Regions from separate parts of the Mus musculus genome. Here regions 2, 3, 4 and 5 are each linked to region 1. Evidence: chromatin contacts called from public HiChIP or PLAC-seq and promoter capture Hi-C data. All regions are on one chromosome and are shown on one strand. Each heading gives the region's core, a stretch centred on a gene start, on an enhancer-like site or on the middle of the called end of the contact. The rest is flanking DNA. Distances are from core to core; before and after follow the strand shown. Region 1 holds the start of Pdcl3 (phosducin-like 3). Region 2 holds the start of Tbc1d8 (TBC1 domain family, member 8). Region 3 overlaps Tbc1d8 (TBC1 domain family, member 8). Region 4 overlaps Npas2 (neuronal PAS domain protein 2). Region 5 overlaps Npas2 (neuronal PAS domain protein 2).

Region 1 (2,949 bases), core at 248-2,747:
ACGGGTGGCGGTAGTGACCCTAAGACCCTGGCTCCTGCTGCTGTCGACTGCTTATCCCTTCCTTTTTCTCAAAGGGGTGAACATCCACCAGTTCCCCTTCCTTGAGAAGTGACCGCCAACGATACAGCAAACACTGTCTTAACCAGAAACCTGCGCATTTCAGCTTCAGAAAAAACAAACAAACAAACAAAACCCCAAAACACCAGGAGACGACTGGCTAACCCTACATAAACCATGAAAGGTGTCTGCTTGAAGCTGGGCCTCTCTAAACAACAGGTCAGAGCTACGCAACGATACAGCAAACACTGTCTTAACCAGAAACCTGCGCATTTCAGCTTCAGAAAAAACAAACAAACAAACAAAACCCCAAAACACCAGGAGACGACTGGCTAACCCTACATAAACCATGAAAGGTGTCTGCTTGAAGCTGGGCCTCTCTAAACAACAGGTCAGAGCTACGCACTAATTAAAGAAGGTTTATCTGAGTCCTGAGAACTCTTCCCCAACGAGAGGAACCTGGAGACCAAAGGAAGTTACATTCCAGGCAGAGGGACCTGAAAATGCAAAAACGCTGTGACATGCTGACTGACCATCTGTCTGTCCTGAGAGCCTGCAGTAGACTTGGGGAAGAGGAAGACTGTGGCTAGACCCACAGACTTCCCTAAGCTTTAGAGTCTAAAGGATAAATCTGAGAATAGCAGACGCCTGGCCTGCTCCAGAGTCACTCCTGACGGCTAATGTTTAGTAAGCACAAAATACTAGGTATATCCCTTTACTTGAGCCTGTTCTTGCCTCCCAGGTGTAGGTGTGGCCGGCTTGCTGAATGTGTAGATGACCACCCCCTCCAGTCCCCAAGGTCTGTCTCTTAAGCCGGAGCCCACAACTACACGGTCCATCTACCCTCCATCCAGACTCTTCAGAATCCTTAAACACAGCCACATAGAAGGTTGGCGACAAAGTGGCTGACGCATACTTTTGCTCTTCTAAGGCTATTCCGATGCGGTTCTCTAACACACTTTCTTTGGGCTTTTGTCTAATTCCAGCTCAAAAAAGGAAAAAAAATTGCTAAGGAGTTCCACCTTTCTTCATATTAGAAATTAACAATAGTCGTGAGGCCTAGAGTTCAGATCTGGAAACCAGAAAGCACTCCCAACGGACCATCTAGAGTCAGCTCTAGATGGCAGGAGGGTCGGGGCCTTCATCAGGCCTGGAGGAGAACGAGCCCAAAGTCCGGTGCCTACCAAAGGACAGAGATTTGCGGGGCAGGACGCACCGGAGCAGGAGTGCCCAGCCCAGGAGGCCGGAGGGACCGCACCCGCCCTCTCGCAGTGCGCCTGCGCCGGGCCTCCCCGCAGTCCGCCGAGTTCTGTAACTAATCCATGTAGACCCGGCTCCGGGTCTGGCGCGAGCCCACCAAGCCAAACGACCGCAGACTTGGGGTCCCGAGCTCGCCACACTCACCTGCATCTTGCCTTCAGTCACTCAAACCAGCCCTCTGCCCCAGCCCCTCCGCTCCTCTCCGCGCACGCGCGGCACCGCCCCCTCCGGTCTTCTCCCCGCCCCCAGGCACGAAAAGGGCGGAGCCAAGGAGGAAGTGAAGACTGGAGTCTGCGCCTGGTCCTCAGGAACCCGGGCGAAGGCTGAGAGCGTTGGAATGACAGGCCGTGCCTCCGGTGGGTGGGACTATAGGGTGACGTCATTCGGGCCATGTCCAGGCGCTACCTTGTTAGGGAAAGTGGCTGGTTGTTTGGGGCTGACCCGAGGTAAGCATAGGTTCTGCGACTTCCCGGGCCGCCAATCGGAGCCTGTCGGAAGCAGAATTGCCTGACAGTGACCCGATGCTAGGATTAAAAGTGACCCGGGTCACCTGGAGGTCACACACCTTCTCTGTTGAATGGGATGAATTGCTTATTGGGTTTGTTTACTGAGCTCACTGGGTTTGTTTAGAGCATAGTCTAACCTCTGCGGTTACAGCATCAGATTTGAGAAACCGGTGGAGTGGGGAACGCCTGGGCTCCACGCCCCTTCACCCTCACAAAAGGAAAAGGCCACAGTGAGAATCATTTTCTCTGGTTAATACCAGACTCGTGTGACCCTGAGCAAAAGCACAGGCTCCAGGGCGATCCACAGCATTCGGAGCTGGAACTGAGAGCACGGGAGTTAAAAGGCCTTCCACAGCCCTGGACTACCTTGCTGCCTCTGCTCAAGCACACACCGTGGGTACACTTTGGAATTACCAAGGAGCTTTCAAAACTGCAGGTGTCTAGGTGTGGTAGTTCACATCTATAATTCCAATACTCAGGAGACCCAGCCAGGGCTAGAGAGTGAACCTCTGTCTATAAAAACAAACAAAAACTACAGTTACACTAAGGTGTTATTTCCAGACAACTTAAATCCCTGCAGCTGAGGACTCGGAACTGATAATTTCTGGGGAATAATCACTAATATAGAAAAAAAATTACACTATTCCCTGAAAAAAACAAGGAGCATGGATTTAATTTAACCCAACACATTCCAACCAGATTACAGACAGACCTTTTAAAGTGTTAATTAATTTGCCTAGTGTTGTGAATGAATTTTCCCAGTTTTCACTTCCAAAATCAGTTTGTGAGATAGTTTAACTTGAGGGACTTTGATCACAGGCTTCTCTCCACCGCACAGCAGTAAAGCAGGTGTGGTTTGCCCTTTCCTTGCTCCAGGTGGATCCACTGAAAGATGTATCCTGGTGTATTGGAAATAATGTTCCCAGTTGCTTTTTACAGCAGGTGTGCTTCAGAACAATCCCCTGTTAACTCATTGTCTTGACTTTTGGTTTTATTACATTGACTACAACATGGATAAAGTCTTTAACTGAATACACACGAGAAACAAACTGTTCAGCTGAGCCTTTAATTGGAGATTACATCATGAGTTCTGAGACAAGCCTCGGCCACAGCATGACACTGTGTA
Region 2 (2,949 bases), core at 152-2,651, 490 kb before region 1:
GAAATGGGCTTACTTCGTGGTGACATTTGTATACAACATGGCTCTAAAACTTGCTTATTTTCCCCTCCACCGTCCTCCCCATCCCCCAACCTCCCGTCTCACTTTGCTTTCTACAGGGCTACTGTCTGTTGGATCTGACCAGTTTCTGATCCTCCCCCAGGACAGCTTCTACTTTCCAGTTCTGTCCTACTTAACAACCACATTTTGTCCTTTTGTCAAAACCCAGGGACTAAGGGAACCTTTCCCCTCCCTTTGGCTAAGATATCCGATCTAACCACCTCCCCACAGAGAACACGTGGATCCCTTTCCCTCGGCCTTTTTCAAGGACAGCTAACATGTCTACTCTAGCCTAGAGAAAATATTTATTTAAAACCCTGTACTCACATGCCCCGTGGCTTCTCGTTACTATTACCTGCTCCCATGTTCTAGTGGGTTTGTTTTTTTCTTTAATGTTTTCTCAGAATAGACACAAGAGCCTTATTTTTTTCCGGAGAGGACCTGCAGGGGTGAGTCTCATAGTGGTGCCTTCTAGGTCCTATGTCTCTGTAAGACATTCAGTGTTCAGTATGGTCTGCTGCTGGACTCAGGTTTCTGCGTTGCCACCTCTCCTATAGCTTCAGTTGTATCCTTACAAAAGCATGAAAAAATATTCTGTAAGAGAAATAATAAGTGGGGGATGTCAAGAATGACTCCTGCTGCCAGGCCTGATGACCTGAGTTGGATTCCCAGGGTCCACATAATGGAAGCCAAGACTGACTCCTCAAAGTTGTCTTCTGACTTCCACGCGCCAAACTGTCTCTCGTGACCACCCCCTCCAATAAATAAAATGTAATAAAGAAGAAATGTAAATGTTTGAATTAACGGAAAGCAATTTCTCTGACCCTCTCCTTGCTGTATATATGGACTAAAATATGTAGCATTCTGTGTTAATTTAAAAAAAAAATGAAGAGCGCAGCATTAAAAAAAAATCCAGATACAATTGTCTCCAATTTTCAGTGTTAGCTTTTGGTTATTTGAAACTTGAACACACTCCAGTTTACTGGCGTGCATTGTGCTCTTTAAGGTTAAGACTCTGGGTTGGGCAACCTGCAGCTTGGATAACAAGATGTCTTTTCCCCCTAGGTCCTTCCTCCAGCTTTTAAACAAGGAGCGTGGAGACAACTTGCGCAGTTGCTCGCTTCCTACCGGGAAGGAGGGAATTCGAGACTCGTCCGGGACTAGAGGGAGGAGACCTGGCAGTGGCTCCGATTTCCTCCCGCCACTCCGGAACCCTGGCCGGGAGCCGCAGAGACTAGGAAACCAGGGAGGCGCCACTGGAGCCTCGGGGAGGGTGGAGGGCGTGGCTTCGGGGGTGGGCGGGACCGCGGCTGGTGGGCAGGGTCTAGCCGGGGCGGGGCCACGGCAGGCAGCGCGGGGTGAGCCCGGCGAGCTGTGGTCTCCGCGCTCCGGGGCTCGGCAGGCGCTCCCGCTTCTGTCTCCGCGCGCAGTTCCCGCCGCCTCCTTCCAAGCGGGCTCGGCCCGGTGCGGCCGGCTGCTGGGGCGATGTGAACCGGGACCCGCAGGCGCGGCAGGTTCGCCGCGATGTGGCTCAAGCCCGAGGAGGTGCTGCTCAAGAACGCGCTGAAGCTCTGGGTGACCCAGAAGAGCAGCTGCTACTTCGTCTTGCAGCGGCGCCGCGGGCACGGCGAGGGGGGCGGCCGCCTCACCGGTAAGGGGCGCGCGCGGCGGCCCGGCCCGGCCTCTGTCCCTGCCGCCCGGCCGCGTCGCAGGTGGTGTCTCGGTGGCAGCCGACGAGGCCAGGACGGCCCTGCCTATGGCTTGTTTTCCTTTTTCCTGCGTTTCTCACGCGAGCTCCGGTCGGGCTTGGAGCTCAGGGACCCACGGGCCGAGAGAGGCAGGTGCATCTGGTGTGACCTGGCTCGCGAACGCTGGAGACGCAGCTTCTAGAGCTTGCCCCAAGGCAGCGAGATCGGGGCGCCCTAGGGCCCCGCCAGGTGACAGAAGGGTGCGCCCAGGCAGGCCCGGACTTGGCCATCTGGACGCAGCTGTGGCTCCAGGTGGTGTTGCAGCTGCGGACTTCAGGCCAGATCATCGGGAGGTTCTAGAGATCCAGGACTTTCTGGCCCAGGAGGCGGGGGCTGTCTTCGCTTCGAGGGGAAACTGAGGCACTATAGTTGCGTAGCGAAGTTAAGCATGCCGCTTTTGTTTCTCCTTTCAATGTCTTCTGTGGAACGATAGGACAAAAATACGATAGGCTTTGAAGTTGTCTCCAAGCAAGGCATTTTCCCCTTCTAAAAGTTATGGCTCAAAGCTGTTAAGAGATTGGGATCAGCTCGCGTTATTAGCTAGAGCACCTGCTCAATCAGGGAAGGGGAATTGTCGTGTTTTGCCTAGGGGGTTGGAATGATTCCTTTGGTTAAGGAGCCACCTCTGGTAAAAGGGACTTCAGATGATGGTCCTTTCATAACCTTCTACTGAATGTCGCTGAGGGGGTCAACAGACCTAAACGGTGCGCTCGGGTTAATTGCTGGTGACTGTCTGCACCTGGGCCAGTCTGGAGACGGCCCTTTGGGAGCAGAGTCTGGTTGGAGAAATGAGGAATATGCTTCTACCTAAAATCATGTATTTTAGCTTCAGGAAAAGCTAGCAGGTGTAGGGTGGGGTCAGGGTCCACGATGACAACCGAGACTCTCCTGAGAATTCAGTAGTGGGTAGGAGACCACAGGATTCTGGTTGAAAGGGTTAGTAGACAGTGGAACGTTCTGGGCAGCTGAGTGGCCACGAACCCCCCTGAACAGGGACAACTTGTGCAGCAGGTGGGCTTCGTGGGGGTGGGGGGAGAGTTACAGTAGAAGGAAGGGGGCCTTTGAGCCCTTTGTGAGGCCCTGGGTAGCACCATGGAATTTAGTGTTGGACTGGAGAACAAGAACTTGGTAGCATCCTGCAAAG
Region 3 (2,949 bases), core at 325-2,824, 460 kb before region 1:
CTCTTCAGGGTGCCTGTGCCGCCTGCTTGTGAAGGAGTGCTTTTGCTTCTCGCTGGGAGTCGGCACACCAGTGTCGTGCGGCTGCCCCACCTGCTGCCATGCCATCCAGTATCGCGCGCAGCAGATAGCAACCTACGTGTAAAGATCTCTGCTGTGGCAAATCACATTTTAAATGTTGACCAAGGCTCAGAGCCATGGTGACAGACCTGGCCATTTTCTGAGGATTACAAGTGTGTCTGCAGGGTGGGGGAGGGTGTGGCTTTAAATTTTTTAAGTCTAATTAGCCAGGCAGTGGCAGCGCACGCCTTTAATCCCAGCATTAAGGAGGCAGAGGCAGGCAGATTTCTGAGTTCGAGGCCAGTCTGGTCTATAGAGTGAGTTCCAGGACAGCCAGGGCTATACAGAGAAACCTTGTCTTGGGAAAAAAATTTTTTTTGTCTTGTAACCGTTTAAATCCTGGCTAGCTCTGGAGTGTTTGTGGTTCCATGTACAGCATTTATGGCTCCTGTTTATCACAAGGGCTGCTGTCTTTGGGAGGGAGCCATGACAGCTGCCAAGATGGGGTTATATCTTGATACATTGTTCTCAGTCCTGCCTTCCTGTCCCTCTTTATTTATTCCCTGCCTCCTTCCTTCCCCTCACTTCTTGACATAGTTACTATGTCTCCCTAGCTGCTCTGGAACTTGTCCTGTAGACCAAGCTGGCCTCAGACTCAGAGATCCCCTTGCCTCTGCCTCCGAAGTGTTGGGATTAAAGGTGTGTACCACCATGATGACTGGCTATTCAATACTTTTTAATCTTTTATTTATTTGTTGATGTGTGTTTATATGTGTGTGTATATGTGTGCATATATATGTGTGTGTTTGTGTGTATATGTGTATGTGTGTATATTTGTGCATGTGTATGTGTGAGTGTGTATATATGTGTGTATGTGACTGTGTATGTGTGTGTATGTGACTGTGTATGTGTGTGAATGTGTATATGTATGTATGTGTGTGTGTGTGTGTTGTATTCACCCCTACTCTATACTTCAGCACTTTCTAACACATCTCATGACTTCTTTTTTTAAACCCAGAGTCCAGTTAGTATCTCCTCCTGCAGTGTTGGTCTTGTTGGCTTGATCTTGAGGAGGTGACCGCAGCTGTAAGTGTGTGAGTGCAGTGGCCATACCACGCCGCCATCAGTCAGTGTCCTGCAGCTCCCCTTCCTGTCCTCTGGCTGTTGAAGTGTTTCCACCCCCTCTTCCCTAGTGTCCCAGAGCCTGTCAGTGGGTATGCTGGTTGATCTTGGTCTCCCAGTTAAGACACAGTAGTCATTTTTCTCCAGAGCCTTGAGCACCTCGAGTCTCTGTAATAACTGTGGTCTGCTTCAGAGAGAAGCTTCTCTGGCCAAGGTTGAGAGCCTCGCTAATCTGTGGGTATAAAAATACTTAGAAAGCTTATCCACCTAATGGAAACAATGTATCCATTTAGAAAAATAGCAAAACAGTTAGCATTAGGTCCCAGTAGGACCCATGATCTCCTGGGCCATAGGCTTTTGACCAGGTTACAACACAGGCCTGGGGCTCTTTCTGCCGAGTAAGCCTCAGATCTACCCAGAATGCAGTTGGTTACACCCATAACCTTCACCCATGCTTGACCAGTGGCCGTGGCATCTCTGCCAGGTCAGTATTACAGCTTTCAGGGTTGTTGTTTGTTAGTTCTTTGAGACAAGATTTCACTATAAAGTGCAATCTGGCCTTAAACTGATCCTTGTGCCCCAACTGTAAGCAGTAGGCTACAAGTGCGTCCAGCTATGCCCGGCATAATTTAGTTCTTAAATCAGAAGACAAGAGCCAGGGCTTATTAGGCCTCATCCCTCCCTGAGGATTTCTGTGTTAATGCGCCCTGCATTAACAGCAGAGGGAGAGACATTTTCTTCAGTGGTAGAGCAACTGGTAAGGTCCAACATATCCCTGTGAACTGCCCTGATGAAACTCATTGAGTCATAAAAAACAAAACCAGGCGAGAGAGCAGGTTGGAAACTAGTTGGAAAGAAAAAGAATCAGAGGAAATGGGGTTGAGGGGACTAGAAAAGGTTATGGGTCAAGGGTGAGTGAGGGGGGACTAGAGAAGATTACAGGAAGGGCTGAGTATATTCTGTATAATTGGTGTAAGTTAATAAAAAAACATCAACAAACACACACCAGCCAGGCAGTGGCACATACTGTGGTGCTCTGAGGTGGAGACAGGTGATTACCCATGAGTTCAAAGCCATCCTGGTTTCCGTGCTAAGCTCCAGGCTAGTCAGGGATATGTAGTGAGATTTTTGTGTACTGATTTGTGTACTGATTCTTCCTTGATTGCTTTCATAAATCAATGGCAAGTGTAGATGGCCAGCAAAATACAGGAGAAAGATCTTACTCCAGGGTTCACGTTCGATTTCTTAAAAATGATGTCTTGTGTCTCCCAGGCTGTGGATTTGTTGGTGACCTTGAACTTCTGACCCTTCTCTATCCACCTTCTAAGTTCCTGAGTTATTAGTGTGTACCACCACACCCGTTTCATGTGGAGCTAGGCATGGAACCCAGGCTTTGTGCACTCTGGGCCAGCCTTCCAGCTGAACTCTATCTGTCGCATGAGCTCATGTTTTTACACAGAATTTTACAACTGTACCCATGTAATTTCATGGGGCTAAGGAGTACGGAGGCCTTGTGGGGACATCCTACCCCTTGCTTTAGGTAGGAGGTGTAGTCTCTGGGGAATGCGCATTGGCCCCTTAGAAGCTGCCCACCCGAGTGCTGCGGTTAAAGGGCTGCTTTGGATGAGTCGGCTCCTATTTATTTGTACTGTGTGACCTTGCCTGAGGAATCTTCCTGAACATTGGAGATTGGGCCAGCCCACTTCAGAACAGAGGAGGTGGTGTGTGGGAGAGCTTGTAATGTATGTTGTGTGTAACAGGTGTTAGCTA
Region 4 (2,949 bases), core at 115-2,614, 330 kb before region 1:
ATTTTTAAGCATGTGCAGCAAAAATTCAGCACTCTTTTTTGGCCACTGACCCTGTGTCCAGCCCCACTGTTTGGCCTGGGCGCACCTACCAACTCCTCCATTATAACACCGGAATGGCACACATTGCTTCTTTAAAGTGACATCCTTCAGATACTTGGTGGCTCTGCTGATATGCATACCCTTGATGGCCTGGGCAGTTTCCCGAGTGTTCTTAAAGTGAACACGAAGGTTTGAACCTCTTGATTTGCATGATTTTGTGGGGTTTTCTGGGTCAAGAGAGTAGCGAACCATCTTGGCAGGTGACCTCTGGCTGCTTCCAGGAAGAGTGGGTTTAGTTCTTAACAAGTCAGCACATTTCATGCCTTCGTTGAATAGCCCCTTCCTTATAGTCAACAATAGAGCTGATTGGAAGGAGCACTATTGATCTCTAGGGAATGATACAATAATGAATTCTCAATGTTTAAGACTCCTATAGTCACTCCTCATGGTCCTGGGCCTTGGGCCCCTTGAACTTGCATCTTTGAACAAAGCCTAAGAATTTGCATTTTAACAAGCTGCGGCATCTAGCTGTTCTGGGGTTGGCATGGTGTTGGCTTTCCTATCATCAGATGCCAACTTCTTCAGTTGGGCGGGCAGCCTGCTGTCTACCACTTACTGCTGTGTAACGGCTTCCTTAACTTTGTCTCATGAAGTTTGACCAAGCTTTTCAGATTAGCCAGATCAGACATGGTCAGGCCTTGGCTTCATTCAGACTTAGGGGCCCACATAGAAGAAGGAATTGCCTTCCCTCCCCTGGATGGACTGGTCCCCTGAAGAGCCAAGCCAGCCATAGAGGATACTCTCCAGGCAAAATCCCTGGACAAGGACCTGAAAATCACGCTGGCAGGTTTACCCTACTTAGCATCTCCTTGAAGCCTTTTAAATGAAGCATGTGTGTTTATTCAAATACCATGCAGCCAAGGATCATTTAGGGTGGAAAGAAAAAAAAAAATCCAGTTAGCCTCAGCACTGGGACGCGGTGCTGTAATGTTGGCTTGCTCCATTGGAACCTGGGCTAATCTGGCTGGAGTGAACAGCCCCAGGTGGGTCCCGAGTCAAACAGTAGTAACTAAGGCAGCAGAAGTTCGAGCTGTTCTGTGTTCCCTGTGCCTCCCACAGGCCCTCCTCCTCTCTGCAGCTCAGCACCCACTCTACTTTCTTCTGATATCATTCCCTCCTTTTCTCCTCCTCCCCCAGTTCCCATCAGCACCTTCTGCTTTTTTTTTTTCTTTGCTGTTTTAGGAAATATTAGCTTTTCTACTTTGTGTGGCGTTTGAGGGCCATGGCAAATAAGGAAGTGGGCCTTTCAGTGCTTCACCCAGAAAGGAACCTGGTTTTGAAACGTCTGGCATTAGAGCTGTATTCCCATTTAGCATGGGTCACAAGTAAGAAGGAGTGTTTAAGTATAGGTTAGAGCTCATGTCTCTGCAGTTAGAGGTTGGGCAACTAGCCGTTTTGGCAGTTTCTGAAAATCAAACTGACTTCTGTGTGATAATTTCTCCAATGCAGAATTCCTGGCTCATGGTAAAGCAGCCTCCTTACTAAGTGTGCACAGGGACGGTAGTGAGTGAAGACCTGTGAGCCAGGCCTATTACATCAGACCTGCAGCAGTCTGTACAGGGGAGACAAACATGCCGGGAGCAAAGGGGACATAGCTGGGTGTCACAGCACAGGCCTGTTTGGCAGAGTCTGCAGGCTGAGCCTGGTCCTTATTAACTAAACTATTCCTCACTGCACAAGATTATCTCATCAGCTCGAAAACAAATGAATGGATCTCATACAATTCAGGGTGAGTGTGCACACTGGCACAAGATGCACTCTTGAATGTGAGAGGGCACTGGTGAACACAAACAGACACACACACACAGACACATACACACACACACACACACACATACTCTCTCTCTCTCTCTCTCTCTCTCTCTCTCTCTCTCTCTCTCTCTCTCTCTCTCTCTCTCTCTCTGTTGGTCCCAGAAACAGGAAAAATCCAAACGCAGGCATGAAATAATAATTCTTGGGACCTCAGGTACACGTTTGCATGATAAAAGACACCATTGAAAGAATAGGACGATTAAAGCTTACCATTGTTGTAAGAGCGAAAATTTCCTACAAATTTTATATATTCGTAAGTTGGAAATTCCTTTGGGTTCAAGCTGCCTCTGAGAAGATGGCAATAAAACTCTAAATCGTTGTCAGCTGGGTCGTTAGAGGGAGAAAAGAGAAAGGGAGAGGAGGGTTACACAGACTCCAGACTAAACAAGTTGCGCCTGTAGGGTTTGCTCCACGCGTGGCCTGTGTGGTTTTCTCCGTATGACGGGCCGTTAGACCTGGCTTCTAACCCTTGCAGCTCCAGGCCGTTCTCCCTGCAGCTCATCCATACTCCGTATTCTATACTTGGACCCAATTAGTCAATCTACCCACAGATGTCTGTGGTTGGTTATGTCGGCATCGATTAGTTCTGGTTGTTTTCACATGGCGTACTAAAATAAAGCTGCTCGCATAGAGCCGCTCTCTTTAATTTAATCTCTTTTTTGCTTTGCTTTGAAGGGAAATCAGATGTACGACGGGACCAATTATGCATGGAAATGGACTGAGGCTTGAGCAAATGCAAGCGTCTTTGCTACTGCCTGCCATTGCGTATGCTTCGTTAGGCGGCGCGTGGTGAGCACACACCGAGGCCTGCCTTCTATCTAGGTTGCCAAATATTTTGATATAAATCTCAAACTTCCAAAAAATTGCACATGCAAGTAAATAACCAGAAGACAGCCGCAGGAGGACAGAATATGGATTTCCAACCTAATTATTCAATTAGCAGTTGATTATCTGCTGCCACAGAAACTTTACATTGTAGTGTTCCCTAAGATCAGCAGCCTGCTCCCTGAATTTTGCCCTATTTATTACTCTCATGTA
Region 5 (2,949 bases), core at 149-2,648, 270 kb before region 1:
ACAAGTTGAAATCAAAACAGGGGACAGTAAGCACACACATCTCCCCACTGGCTGGGTTTATCTCTCGTGAACAGTGAATGTACCTTCTGTCCTGCCAGGAGGCCCTGATGAGGGGCCTCAGGTCCGGAGATGGACAGCATTTTTTCTCATTATTTTTTCTGTTATAAAAAGGCTTTGAAGGACAGGTGCTAATGAACTGGAGATGTTCCCCCTCATCATTTGGGGGAAAGTAGGAAGTGACTTCTACCTTGTGATTCTTCCTCGACAAACAGGCAATAAAAAACCAGAGAGGCAGCAGCTGCCTCCACAATCCCTAGCTTCCCTTCAATTATGGAATTCTCAAGTTCTGGCACATTCCCCAATTGGGGAAGAGCCAGTCTGACAGATTTGATGGCAACTCTGGTTGAATCCAGCGCTGGCCACAAGAAGCCACATCTCAAGAGCTTTTCCCATGGTTTCACAGAGAGCCCAGGGTGAGCCCATGACCAGACCCCCACAGAGCTCCCCCGACTACCAGAAACTCTGCCACAAGCATCTACAAGGCCAAGGCTGGGGCTTCATCTGCCTTTTGTGACTCTGATTTTTCTTTTATAGTTAGTTGCCTTCTTCCAAGGGCATGGTGATTCATTGTTCAGGGAAATGATGACATAGTTCATGAAGGAATGAATGGAGAAAGTTAGAAAATGTGTTATTAAATCAACTTACAATGATACCTTTGGTCAGACAAGCCTTTCCAACCTACAAATGGCTGCAGTATCTGGGCGGAAGGACCATTGTAACAGTCCACAAGGTTCCTGTAATCTTTGTCATCTACTTCTCCATCCCTGAAGATTCCCTCTGGGCGGCCCCTTTTACGAGAGTTCAAGCCACACTGTGGTCCGTCCTGAGTGACAGTATGTGGCCAGGGTGTGGACAATGGATGCCTAGTGAAATCAGTAAGAGGGGCAGGAGGCTTATGAGTCACTCTTGTGGCTGAGTCACACACAGTCTTTGTTGGGAGCCACTGCCAAAGACAAACCCAAAGGGTCTCTGTGTGGTGTGGGGCCCTGTTTCTCTCTCCAGGTAGCTGTGTTCCAGGAGATCCCGCTGAGTCTGGAAAACGTCATCCTAAATGGGCTTAAGGCTTCGAAGGGAGCAAAAGAGAAACAAGATGTTCTCGGGCACAGAAATCAAACTAGTTTGGACACTGGGGTATGGTGTCGGGGATTAACATCAGAGTTTCCTATAACGTTTAACCAAGACGTGGGATGTTTCACGTGAACCACTGGCTGGTGGAGGCAGGAGAGTTAGTGTGAGTGTGAGCTGGATTTAGGTTTGAATGCCTTCAACCTCTCCTCCTCTGGTCTTGTGGTGGCTTTTGCTGGATCCCGGGTCTGATGATGTCATCAGTAACTGATGTGGTTACGACTTGCCTTCCACAGACAAGAGGACACACCACTAGGATCCTCTCCTCTCCTATAAGACAGTGGCTAGAAACAGGCTATCTGGAATCCAGTCCGGTCTATCTGATGCCACACACCAAGACGGACCGAGCATCAGCAGTTAGCACTGAGTCCTCCTCCTCCTCTCCCTTGCCACACCTTTACTTCTTTCATTTAGAGTTCAGGTAGTGTCTTGTCTGCCTGAACACTGCCCACTGCCTCTGATCACACCAGGTCTGAGCAGAGCTCCCAGGCTACAGGAAGCTCGCGAGGGGAATATCTAAGACAGCATCAGCATCAGCATCAGCAGCAGCATCAGCATCAGCATCAGCAGCAGCAGCAGCAGCAGCAGCAGCAAGAGGTTTTCTTGCTTCACAGGACTGTGATTTGTTATACTTCCTTTTAAAAGGTATCCGTGAGGTTAAACCTCCCTGTCTGTCCTCAGTTGGCTCTCGTACAGTTCAGCTGAGTGCATAAGGGCTGGCTGGCACAGCTTGTTCAAATGTCCTGGTCATGAGAAAACAGGGTGTGTTGGGAACTCTCCGGTCAATTTGTGTGGTTAGCTACTCCTTGTCTCTTGGCCTGATGTCATGAAGGAACTGAAATTGTACCGACAGTCCTATCCAGATGTCCTCAAGGCTCTGGCCCCTCACAAGGTCCTTCTTATTCGGCCCTGCACAGTTTAGTGTAGTGGTGCATCCAGGCTAGGAACCCACTATGGCTGCCCTGCTCCTCTCCTGACCACAGAACAAGACCATTTTTGCTATGCTTCCCTATGGTCGAGTGTGAAGTAAGCCTGGCCTGGACCTAGGGCATGGCTGGTCAAAGGAGAGGCCCAGCATCCCCTGTGAGGGTTTGCAAGCAGGACAGAGGCTTTCTTTTTCCTCCCTCCACCTCCTCCATGTGTATATGTGCAAGTGTTCTTGACCTTGCATACACAGCAGAGGCCAGAGGTCAAAGTCGGCATGTGTATACCGCAGCATTTGGACGTTGGAGGGCCACTTTGGGAGTTAGCGCTCTCCTTCCACTATGGATCTTAGGGATTGAACCCAGGCTGCTAGGCTCGGGTGGGCAAGTGTTTTTATTGCTGAGCCACCTCCTTTTCCTTCTAGCTTACCGTGCGTGAGGCAGGATCTCTCACTGAACCTGGAGCTGACTGATTGGCTAGGCTGGCTGGCCAGCAAGCTCTGGGGCTCTACCTAGCTCTGCCTCCCCCCACCCCCACCCTGTCCCTCAAATGCTGAGGTTCAGGTCCTCATTCATGAGATAAATGCACTTTTGCTTGCAAAATCCTCTTAGCCCTGGCATGTTTCAGAACCAGAAGTCTTAGGCCCAGGATACCTTTCTCAAGGCTCATGGCTATATATGAACATAGGTGCTGGTGAGACCAGCCATGGCTAAAGCTCTGGTTTAGCTTATGGTTTTCATACGTATCAGCTTATTTAAGCATAGCCATCAGATCCTGAATCTAATCCAACCAGAGCAACCAAGAGATGATGTTCTAGGCCCACGGTCCACGATCTGACAT

Evidence for each region. Promoter capture Hi-C pulls out the DNA fragments that hold promoters and counts their contacts. HiChIP or PLAC-seq counts read pairs in DNA pulled down with a chosen protein or histone mark. Capture Hi-C pulls out chosen DNA fragments and counts their contacts.
Region 2: a promoter capture Hi-C map of pancreatic islet shows a contact between it and region 1, with 8 times the contacts expected there. The contact joins the promoter of Tbc1d8 here to the promoter of Pdcl3 in region 1. A contact is called at or near these places in 8 of 39 promoter capture datasets (the 3T3-L1 cell line, the C10 cell line, the SN4741 cell line and 4 more), 7 of 484 Hi-C or Micro-C datasets (bone marrow-derived macrophages, embryonic stem cells, nephron progenitors and 1 more), 15 of 115 datasets of contacts at active chromatin or transcription factors (astrocytes, bone marrow-derived macrophages, cardiomyocytes and 9 more) and 5 of 9 other capture datasets (adipose tissue, embryonic stem cells, liver and 2 more).
Region 3: a promoter capture Hi-C map of liver shows a contact between it and region 1, with 4 times the contacts expected there. The contact joins the enhancer-like site here to the promoter of Pdcl3 in region 1. A contact is called at or near these places in 7 of 39 promoter capture datasets (the 3T3-L1 cell line, 3T3-L1-derived adipocytes, the C10 cell line and 3 more), 1 of 484 Hi-C or Micro-C datasets (bone marrow-derived macrophages), 3 of 115 datasets of contacts at active chromatin or transcription factors (embryonic stem cells, epiblast stem cells and fibro-adipogenic progenitors) and 2 of 9 other capture datasets (adipose tissue and liver).
Region 4: an H3K4me3 HiChIP or PLAC-seq map of bone marrow-derived macrophages shows a contact between it and region 1, with 3 times the contacts expected there. The contact joins the enhancer-like site here to the promoter of Pdcl3 in region 1. A contact is called at or near these places in 4 of 39 promoter capture datasets (cranial neural crest, liver and stem cell-derived epiblast-like cells), 3 of 115 datasets of contacts at active chromatin or transcription factors (acute myeloid leukemia, bone marrow-derived macrophages and double positive thymocytes) and 3 of 9 other capture datasets (adipose tissue, liver and pancreatic islet).
Region 5: a contact with region 1 is called in an H3K27ac HiChIP or PLAC-seq map of trophoblast stem cells, with 13 read pairs. The contact joins the enhancer-like site here to the promoter of Pdcl3 in region 1. A contact is called at or near these places in 7 of 39 promoter capture datasets (the HPC-7 cell line, cranial neural crest, embryonic stem cells and 2 more), 2 of 484 Hi-C or Micro-C datasets (the C2C12 cell line and the G1E-ER4 cell line), 9 of 115 datasets of contacts at active chromatin or transcription factors (embryonic stem cells, epiblast stem cells, kidney and 3 more) and 3 of 9 other capture datasets (adipose tissue, liver and pancreatic islet).

The regions. Positions count from the first base shown.
Region 1 is chr1:38,986,362-38,989,310 of GRCm38.p6, reverse strand. Pdcl3 (phosducin-like 3) reads right to left here and starts at 1,497. Exons shown (of 6, transcript NM_026850.4): 1 at 1,462-1,497. The coding sequence starts at 1,467.
Region 2 is chr1:39,477,199-39,480,147 of GRCm38.p6, reverse strand. Tbc1d8 (TBC1 domain family, member 8) reads left to right here and starts at 1,401. Exons shown (of 20, transcript NM_018775.4): 1 at 1,401-1,708. The coding sequence starts at 1,582.
Region 3 is chr1:39,451,101-39,454,049 of GRCm38.p6, reverse strand. All of the region lies in intron 1 of Tbc1d8 (TBC1 domain family, member 8), which reads left to right. Among named protein-coding and RNA genes, the nearest start is that of Tbc1d8, 26 kb to the left of the region's middle. Within about 2 kb of position 1,574, at least 21 of the 459 cell types and tissues checked have an H3K27ac peak or open chromatin away from gene starts, as enhancers often do. A contact at or near this core is called in liver, where this site is marked.
Region 4 is chr1:39,312,241-39,315,189 of GRCm38.p6, reverse strand. Npas2 (neuronal PAS domain protein 2) reads right to left here. Exons shown (of 21, transcript NM_008719.2): 7 at 2,122-2,235. It also overlaps the pseudogene Gm3617. Among named protein-coding and RNA genes, the nearest start is that of Rpl31, 54 kb to the left of the region's middle. Within about 2 kb of position 1,364, at least 35 of the 459 cell types and tissues checked have an H3K27ac peak or open chromatin away from gene starts, as enhancers often do. A contact at or near this core is called in bone marrow-derived macrophages, where this site is marked.
Region 5 is chr1:39,254,685-39,257,633 of GRCm38.p6, reverse strand. All of the region lies in intron 1 of Npas2 (neuronal PAS domain protein 2), which reads right to left. Among named protein-coding and RNA genes, the nearest start is that of Npas2, 62 kb to the right of the region's middle. Within about 2 kb of position 1,398, at least 70 of the 459 cell types and tissues checked have an H3K27ac peak or open chromatin away from gene starts, as enhancers often do. A contact at or near this core is called in the C2C12 cell line and trophoblast stem cells, where this site is marked.